Linked DNA regions of Ovis aries: regions 1 and 3 are each linked to region 2. Evidence: chromatin contacts called from public Hi-C data. All regions are on one chromosome and are shown on one strand. The core of a region is the stretch at or near the end of the contact, and the rest is flanking DNA. Distances in the headings are between cores, read along the strand shown.

What was found. Hi-C and Micro-C count contacts between places; a contact is called where the count stands out from the background.
Region 1: a Hi-C map of mixed tissues shows a contact between it and region 2, with 2.5 times the contacts expected there. The contact joins the enhancer-like site here to the promoter of MYO10 in region 2. A contact is called at or near these places in 2 of 16 Hi-C or Micro-C datasets (mixed tissues and tail adipose tissue).
Region 3: a contact with region 2 is called in a Hi-C map of liver, with 2.5 times the contacts expected there. The contact joins the enhancer-like site here to the promoter of MYO10 in region 2. A contact is called at or near these places in 2 of 16 Hi-C or Micro-C datasets (liver and skin fibroblasts).

What each region holds. Positions count from the first base shown.
Region 1 is chr16:56,525,276-56,527,975 of ARS-UI_Ramb_v3.0, forward strand. All of the region lies in intron 2 of MYO10 (myosin X), which reads left to right. Among named protein-coding and RNA genes, the nearest start is that of MYO10, 130 kb to the left of the region's middle. Within about 2 kb of position 1,291, at least 4 of the 54 cell types and tissues checked have an H3K27ac peak or open chromatin away from gene starts, as enhancers often do.
Region 2 is chr16:56,398,018-56,400,717 of ARS-UI_Ramb_v3.0, forward strand. It overlaps MYO10 (myosin X), which reads left to right and starts at 1,274. Exons shown (of 40, transcript XM_060400564.1): 1 at 1,274-1,793. The coding sequence starts at 1,773. LOC121816822 (a long non-coding RNA gene) reads right to left here and starts at 2,486. Exons shown (of 2, transcript XR_006056542.2): 1 at 2,079-2,486; 2 at 1-829.
Region 3 is chr16:56,467,273-56,469,972 of ARS-UI_Ramb_v3.0, forward strand. The region is part of intron 2 of MYO10 (myosin X); the gene reads left to right. Among named protein-coding and RNA genes, the nearest start is that of MYO10, 69 kb to the left of the region's middle. Within about 2 kb of position 1,274, at least 1 of the 54 cell types and tissues checked has an H3K27ac peak or open chromatin away from gene starts, as enhancers often do. A contact at or near this core is called in liver, where this site is marked.

The DNA.
Region 1 (2,700 bases), core at 41-2,540, 130 kb after region 2:
AGATCCCCTGGAGAAGGAATTGACAGCCCACTCCAGTATTCTTGCCTGGGAAATCCCATGGACAGAGGAGCCTGGCGGGCTGCAGTCGACGGGGCCACAAAGAGTCAGACACGGCTGAACGGCAAGGGAGTGGTCCGTGGCACACTCAGGGAACGCATGTTTTCTCACCGCTCTTGTGACTTCTGACCGCATTGCATCTGTTGCATCCCTTGATACTTAACTTACAACTAGGCTGATCTCCTCCCCGCTCCACTCCTCAGTCTCCATGTTCACTTCCATGTCGAACTTTCCTTGTTATTCAGCAAATCTCTTATCCATGCAGCCTTTGTTTTAGTGACAAAATAATCCATGCAGGGTGGTGTGTTCAAGGTAGTGGGAGAAAAGATAAAGGTGCCTCAGGCTGTAAATATTTTTGCTGATGGACCTCAGCCACCTCATCTAATATGAAGAAACCGTTAGGAACTATGACTTTGGTTGCCATGTTGATTTACACCTTCCTTTGGAAGGGGGGGTCCAAAAATATCATTTGGCACCAGTATGGACCCAAACATTGGAGAAGGAAATGGCAGCCCACTCCAGTATTCTTGCCTGGAGAGTCCTATGGACAGAGGAACCTTGTGGGCTGCAGTCCATGGGGTCGCAAGAGTCGGACACGACTGAGTGACTTTGACTATGGACACAAACGATGAAGATGAGAAAGTAACTGAAGCTGCCCCCGCTTCTGTAACTGTTAGGAGAAAAATGTGTTAGGATGTGGGTGTTCAGTCACCTTTCTGGAGGTGCTCAGACTCTTTTCTCGAATATTCTGTGGGTTGACCCTGAAGATTGTGGGAGCTGTAAAGGAGTTTTATGCAGAGGAGTGTCTGTCTTCAGGTGTTCATTTGTCAAGGGTACAGCTAGGATTGAACACACAGGACTTGAGTGGGAAATGAATGAGGAAGGAGATTCGGGGGTAATTGAGCAAGTGTGGTCAGGGTGGTGTGGATGGAGAAAGAGGGGGTTGATTGTAGAGTTAAACAACTCCACGTGCTTGGGTGTGGCCAGCACGTGGAGACAGTGGCCAGGGACTGTGAAGCTGGAAAGTGGGACGATTCCCGTCCTATATGCTTGTGGGTGAGTGGGGAATGGGGGCGTCACCGCAGACCTGTGGGAAAGCACCCCCCCGATTAGGATCCAGGGTCCTGCCCTTGCTCGCTGGCTCTCTTCCTTCCTCTGTCAGCAGGGGCAGCTCTGTTCCTCTGAACCGTGGCCTCTGGGCTGCCCGTAGGTCAAGGTTATGTCGCAGCGTGTCTGCGTAGGTCAGTTGTCCTCTGTGCCCCGCGGTTCTGAAACATCAGTCAAGTTGTTTTGCAAACACGTAGAGCTAATTGTGATTTGAAATCTGGTGTCAGGCCTGTCGAGAAATGAATGACTCACGTCATTAGTGAGGAGGTGAAACTGTAAAACGTGTGCTTTCATGTTAAAAAAGCCTAACCTACCTCTGGAACTAAGTGGAGGTGCTTACAGGAAGAGGCATTTTGAACTCTCCATGAGGCACGGTTTCGCACAATCTTGAAAAATAGCAGTGAAAAACTGGGTTCTTTCTCCATACCAGCCAAACACACATTTTACATATGCTTTCCTCTTCTTTTTTCCTGGAGGTGGGGAGAGATTCAGATGATTGAATTTGGGCTCAAATTCAGACTGGTTTTCTCTTGCCCCCTGTTGGCATAGGGGAGTCCATTGGTTGAATTTATGGGCAGCCACAAAATCTATAAGACAAAGTATTCAAGAGTGGGACAGTCTTCAGATGGGTTGGAATGATTTTTGAGCCAGAGACACTAGCTGGGCGTGAGCTCACAGACCAGCTCTAACTGTGTGTTGGGGACCAGGCTCAACTGGGGAAGGTATGGGAATGTTAGTGGGTCATGGGCATAACCACCACTGGCATGATCCTTCCCTCCTAGGGGCTGCCTTAGTGCTGACCACCTGCTGTTCAGAGAGCCCCGCTTCCTGCACCTAGAATCTCTGGGGATTGGGAGGAGGCACGGGTGTGTCTTCTGTAACTGCTACACTATGGACCTCGTTGTCTTTCTGAAAGACCTTAAAACTACTTCACTGGGCCTAGTGCAATGAATTACTCAAACACAAAACTAGGCATAAGATGTTTTGGAAGTTCTATCTTCACCTTTACTAACAAACTTAATGTCCTGTGGGTCTCCTGCCCCCATACAGAGTCCACGTCATCTGTGTCAGGGTAAGTGACTTCTTTTGTTTGTTTTTAATTTTACTTATTTATTTAGGCTGTGTTGGGTCTCAGTTGTGGCACACAGGATCTTTCGATGTGGTACATGGACTCTCTCGTTGTGGCACCTGGACTCAGTTGCTCTGCAGCAGGCGGAATCTTAGTTCCCTGACCAGGGATTGAACCCCTGACCCCTGTGTTGGAAGACAGATTCTTTTTCTTAAGTGATGCTGGGGGGCTGGTTCCCCAACCAGGAAAGGGGAGCATGCCCATGAGGTTTTGACTAGTCATCACTTTCAAAAGAAAGCTTGTATTAAAAGGTTATGATGTTTTAATTTTTATTTTTACTTTATTTTGCTAATAAAGTAAAAATAAAAATTAAAGTAAAAAGAAACACACAAATACTTCCTTGTTAACAAATATAGATTTATAGTCTCAGTTTTATTTTCTGAATAAAATTTTGTTTTAGAGGAAAA
Region 2 (2,700 bases), core at 24-2,523:
CCTGAGTGGCTGGACACCTCTGGGCAGGCTTCCCAGGAAAGATGTCTTTCTGACTTGAGTTTTAAAGGATAAGCAGTTGCCAAATCCCCTAGAGAGAGTTTCTCAAACCACCTGTGGTTAAGAACCAGTCGTTTTTGTTCCCAATCTGCCAGGTACCAATAGGAAACCCCTGCTGTGCCAGGTATGACTCACCAGGAGTCTGACAACACCCAAACTGGTTTATTCTCGGTTCAGAGTCCACCAATCACGTGCTTCTATGTCGTGGTGTTTTTTACATTGCTACAAATGTTTTTAAACCTTTGCTCTCATTTTCTGTTACAGACAGGTTCCAGTTTGCAGAACAGCACAAGGCAGCTGAAACTTGCTGGAAATGCAAGATTATCAGCGCTCACTCTAATCAAGTCCAATCTGCATTTTAACCAGATTCCCAGGTAATTCCTGTGCACGCTAAAGTTCGAGGGATTGCCCTAGAGACCCCAGGACTCGGTATGGGGGTGGGAGGATTTGAGCTTTCACCCACTTCCACTTGGCTATCTGCTTCCTTTGGGTCAGTGGAAACGGTTACATTTTTTAAGGTGTAATTGGCCACGTCCTCTTCCAGTTCACAAAACTGAATTTTCCCGCCGCGACGAAAACTTCTTGTAACCTGAGTGCAGGAGAGAAACTCCATACGGGTAGGCGGCTTCCAGAAATTCTGATCAGCCTTCGTTCTCTGCTTTGATCTGGCCCAACAGCCGGGGCAGCTCCTCGGATCGCGCTTCCGTCCCCGGGGTCGATCATCTGCCGAGCTGCATTAATAAGTTCCACGTTGAGCCGGTTCCAGGGTCTGCTAAAGATCAAAGGCACACACACACACACACACACAAATCCCCCAACCCCTCCTCCTCCTCAGTGACTATTAGGTCTCTATCACCAGAGGGGCGTCAACTTCCCCTCCCCTCCCCACAATGGGGAGGGGAGGAGGCGGGGAGGTAGTCCGCTAAGCGCTAGGGCCCCACCAGCCTCCGAGTCTCCAAGCCCGCGGCGGCCCGAGGCGCGGAGTGGGCGGGGCTTGAGCGAAGTTGGGGGCGGGTCGCGCCGGCCGGGCGAGGCCTAACCTGGCGGAAGCGAGGGGAGGGGCGGGCTGAGGGCGGGGCTCCCGGAGGGGTAGGGCGTGGCCAACGAGCTTCTGGTGGGCCGGCTGAGTGGGCGGGGCTCAGCCGTGGGCGGGGCGAGACGAACGAGTGGGCGGGCCCGGACGAGAGGGCGGGGCGAGCCGTGCGCCCCTGTCCGCGAGTCTCGGTGTGACCGTGAGCCGGTGAGACCCGGGCGCCGGAATCCTCACCGCCGCGGCGCTCGAGCCGGGAGAGCCACCTCCGGGGCTCGCTCTGTGGCCGCTGTTCCCCTGCCCGCCCCAAGCGCCTCGGGCCGGAGCGCAGAGGGAGTGGGGCGCACTCTCCAGCCGCCCCCCGCCGCCCTCCCCCAGCCCGGGGGAAGAATGTGCCACCAGCTGTTCTCCGCTCGCGAGCGCTGCGCCCAGGAGTGAGGAACTTGGAGCCCGAGGAGACAAAGGCTGCAGTTGGGACGGATGCGTTAAGAGACTGGGGTTTGGGCAAACAAAAGGTGCGAAAGCCGAGAAGGGGGAGACGGAGATGGCAGCGGGGGAACCCCGCGGGCTCGAGTTTCTGGGAGTCGCGCCGTGACACGCATGGTTCCCCCGGACCTTGGGCTGCATTGACTTCCGCGAGAGCTGGGAGCCGGACTTGGGCAAGTTGGGGAGCGCACGGGGAACAATGGACAACTTCTTCCCCGAGGTGAGTGAGCTCGCGGCCGGGAGGGCGGGCGCGGGCTCCCTTCCTGCCGGGGACCTGGCCTCCGGGAAGGGAAGCGGTGCGCCCCCAGAGCCGCGCGCACACCCGCTACCGCGCGCGCTAAGCCCGAGAGGGCGAAACTTTCGGGGAGTCGCCAGAAGTCGAGCCCCGGGGTGGGGAGTCTCACGGCTGAATAAGCCGGGGAAGGATTTTATTTTGTCCCGCGCTCTCATTTGGCTCTGGGATGCCGCGAAGGTGAGCGTCCTGGCGCAGGGGCGTCTGGCTTACCGGCTGTCCCGCGGCGCCCCGGGCGAGGTGAGCCGGCGGACGAAGGGCCCCGACGGGAGGGCTGCCCGCCCCGCTGCCGGGGTGCGGGAAACCCCATGAAAAGGCTCACTGGGGACGTGCCTTTTCTCCAAGAAAGGTCTGGTCTGGTATTTCCTTTGCAAAACGTGCCGGCTTCCTGTGAGAGGGCGCAAACACTTCCAGAGGAGACGCTTAATGAAGTGTGAGAAGGGGGCGGCAAGCGTTCAGTCGTTGACTTGAGTTTTCGCCCGTCGGACCTTTGGAGTGTAGTGCTCCCCAAGAAGTGCTCCTTCAGGCTTTGAGATCCGGCTTTGAGATCATTCCAGAGCGTGAGATCAAAAGATCACATGTTTGTGCTGACTGTCCTTGGCAGATTTTGAATTCGAATGTAAAGAAAATCGTTTAGGGCGCACTTTGGTTATTTTGAGAGATGGAACTGATATTCCTTTTAGGGTCATTGAGGGCGGGACACCGCAGTTACTTGAAACCCTTGACTTGAGAACCTTTTTTTTTTTTTTTTCCCCTGGGATCGAGCGTTACTGTGGTTTCTTGGCTCCCTTTCCTTTCTTGGTTGTGTTTATTTAACAAATTCTATTTAAGTTTG
Region 3 (2,700 bases), core at 24-2,523, 69 kb after region 2:
TTCTGAGAATGGGAGTCTGTCACTGCTGGGTCCTTAGCACTTTGGGCTTTCTTGGTGGCTCAGATGGTAAAGGGTTTGCCTGCAGTGCAAGAGACCTGGGTTTGATCCCTGGGTTAGGAAGATTCCCCTGGAGAAGGAAATGTCAACCCACTCCAGTATTCTTGCCTTGAGAATTCCATGGACAGAGGGGCCTGGTGGGCCACAGTCCATGGGGTTGCAAAGAGCTGGACACGACTGAGTGACTAACACTGTTTCACTTCAGCATCGGGGAGCAGAGCTGGCCCATGAAGACACTTGAATGCTGAATGCCTCTGAAGCTCTATTTGCAGTCAGCATGGAGCCAGTTAGGAGGACGCCTCATTAGCAGGATGTGTGCTCTGTTGAGGCTGTTATCATATTACATTTTAAGGAGGAAATCACAAGTCTGAAAGGGCCACAAGTGACAGAAGAAAAAACCTCCTTGTCAGAAGAGTCATGTTGGGAGTTTGGCTGGATTATTTCTGTCTTGGCCACGTAAGAACCACCCTTAGGCTGTATAAGGCCAGAGCAAAATAGAGAGCCATTGAAAATAATTAAAAGGAATGACTTTTTCAAAGGAATTATTTTACTTGATAGACTCCAAAACCATATAACATTCACTTTTGTTTTTTGAGGAGGAGTGGTTGGCTGTTGAGTTTGGTTCAGAGTATCTTCCCACAGTTTGACGTTTTGAAACCTGAGATGGTTCTAGGTACTTCAGCATCTACAGTGAAACAGGACGCGGCTCACAGTAACAAATACTATTAGGTACATTGGTGTTCTAATGAGTGTGAGTTGTATCAAGTATCATACACCTTAGCTTGCCAAGGGTGCACACCATTTCCATTACCTGCCCTATTCCCAGCATCTGAAAAATCCATCAGTAATGGCTCAGATGGTAAAGAATCTGCCTGCAATTTGGGAGACCCAAGTTCAATCCCTGGGTCAGGACAGTCCCCTGGAGGAGGGAATGGCTACCCACTCCAGTATTCTTATCTACAGAATGCCATGGACAGAGGAGCCTGGCAGGGCTACAGTCCATGGGGTCACATAAAATTGGGCATGATTGAGCGGCTAACACATACAAGACCTTAAGAAACCCTTGTCTCTGGGGCCTGTCTCCCTGCTCCTTTAAGTGAATCCAATTTATTTCTGACCTTTGCTTTCAGAGCAGCCTTTTGCCTTTCCCCTCAGCCTAGACCATTTGGACTGAACAGCCAGGCCCCTCCCTGTCTGGCACCCCCATCGGGTGGGTGGATGGGTAGGGAAGGGTTGGATCTCTGTAAACAGTATTTACTGGCCCCAGTGAGCCTCTAGTTGAACACACACACACACAATGATTTTGCAGGAAGGAGTAATTGGTTTCTGCCTAGGGTCATGACCTTCTGTGGCTCCCTGTCCCCGGTTGGGTCAGCTTATTGACTTTTTCCTTTGTGGCTGTTTCTCGACTTTGGCCTCCTCTTTCTTCCCCAGGTTCGTTGAATGAGCCTCCTCCCCCCGTTCCTTTGGCTTGATCTGTTTATTTGGACTCAAGCCTGACTCTGTCCTGCCTGGGCATCTCCTCTTCGGTCAACCTCTGGATTCCAGGCTCTGCTCTGGGTCGCTCAGCCAGCTTGTGCCTCTGTGAGCCTGTGGTATGTCCAGACCCTTTCTGCAGTCCCTGGGATTCCTGGTCCTGTGACACATGTGTCCAAGCAGAAATGGGCTGGCGTTTTGTACTGTTGGATCCATGGTCCCTTTCGGTGGTTTTGTACCATTGGATCTTTGGTTGCTTTCAATTTTGTAGATAGCTGAGGAACTCAGATTGTTCATACTTGAGGGTGAGTAGGATGGTGCCTTGCATTCTTGATACCTATGAATGCTGAAAAAATAGCTTTCATTAATGTTGGATGCTAAGCTCAGACCAGGTGGTAACTTTGGAAGAGGCGGTGTCGAAAACTGATTACATCAAAACTCAGTTTTGTTTATTTATTTTTTTGAGGCTTAACTACTATACCTTTATTATAAGTATCATTATGTGAAAAGTCGATGTGAAGATCTTATTTGAAACCAAAAATAGTTCAGAAAATTATCTATGGCAGGCAGACACAGCACCATTGGATGCTGGGTGTAATTTCGATAGAAAATGCAGAGGCCATTTATTAGAACAAATTTAGGCAGTTGTTGGCTTATGATGGAGGTGCAAATGCATTTGAGAAATTCATTTATGGGCCTGTTTTTGGAACTAGTTTTCTGAAAGACTCAGTAATATGCACAGGGAATTGGTTTCTCAGTGTTCTACAGAGACCTGCGCTAGTACCTGCAGTGCAAGGCTCAGGAGGGTGTGACAGACCCCTCCCGCATGAGCTCAGCTTCAGACATGTGCTGAGTTCTCCACCGCATTCTTCCCAAGGTCGCCTCCCTGGAGAGCTGTGGTAAATGGAGACACCCCACTTCTAAGCCATGTCCTCCTCATGAGGGTTGGCGTTGAGGATGGGTAAAGGGGTGGTTTAGTTGCTCAGTCGTATCTGACTCTTGCGACCCCATGGACTGTAGCCCACCAGGCTCCTCTGTCCAGGAGATTGCCCAGGCAAGAATACTGGAGTGGGTTGTCATTGGCAAGAATACTGGAATGGGTTGCCATTTCCTTCTCCTGGGGATCTTCCCAGCCTGGGGATGGAACCCTGGTCTCCTGAACTCAGG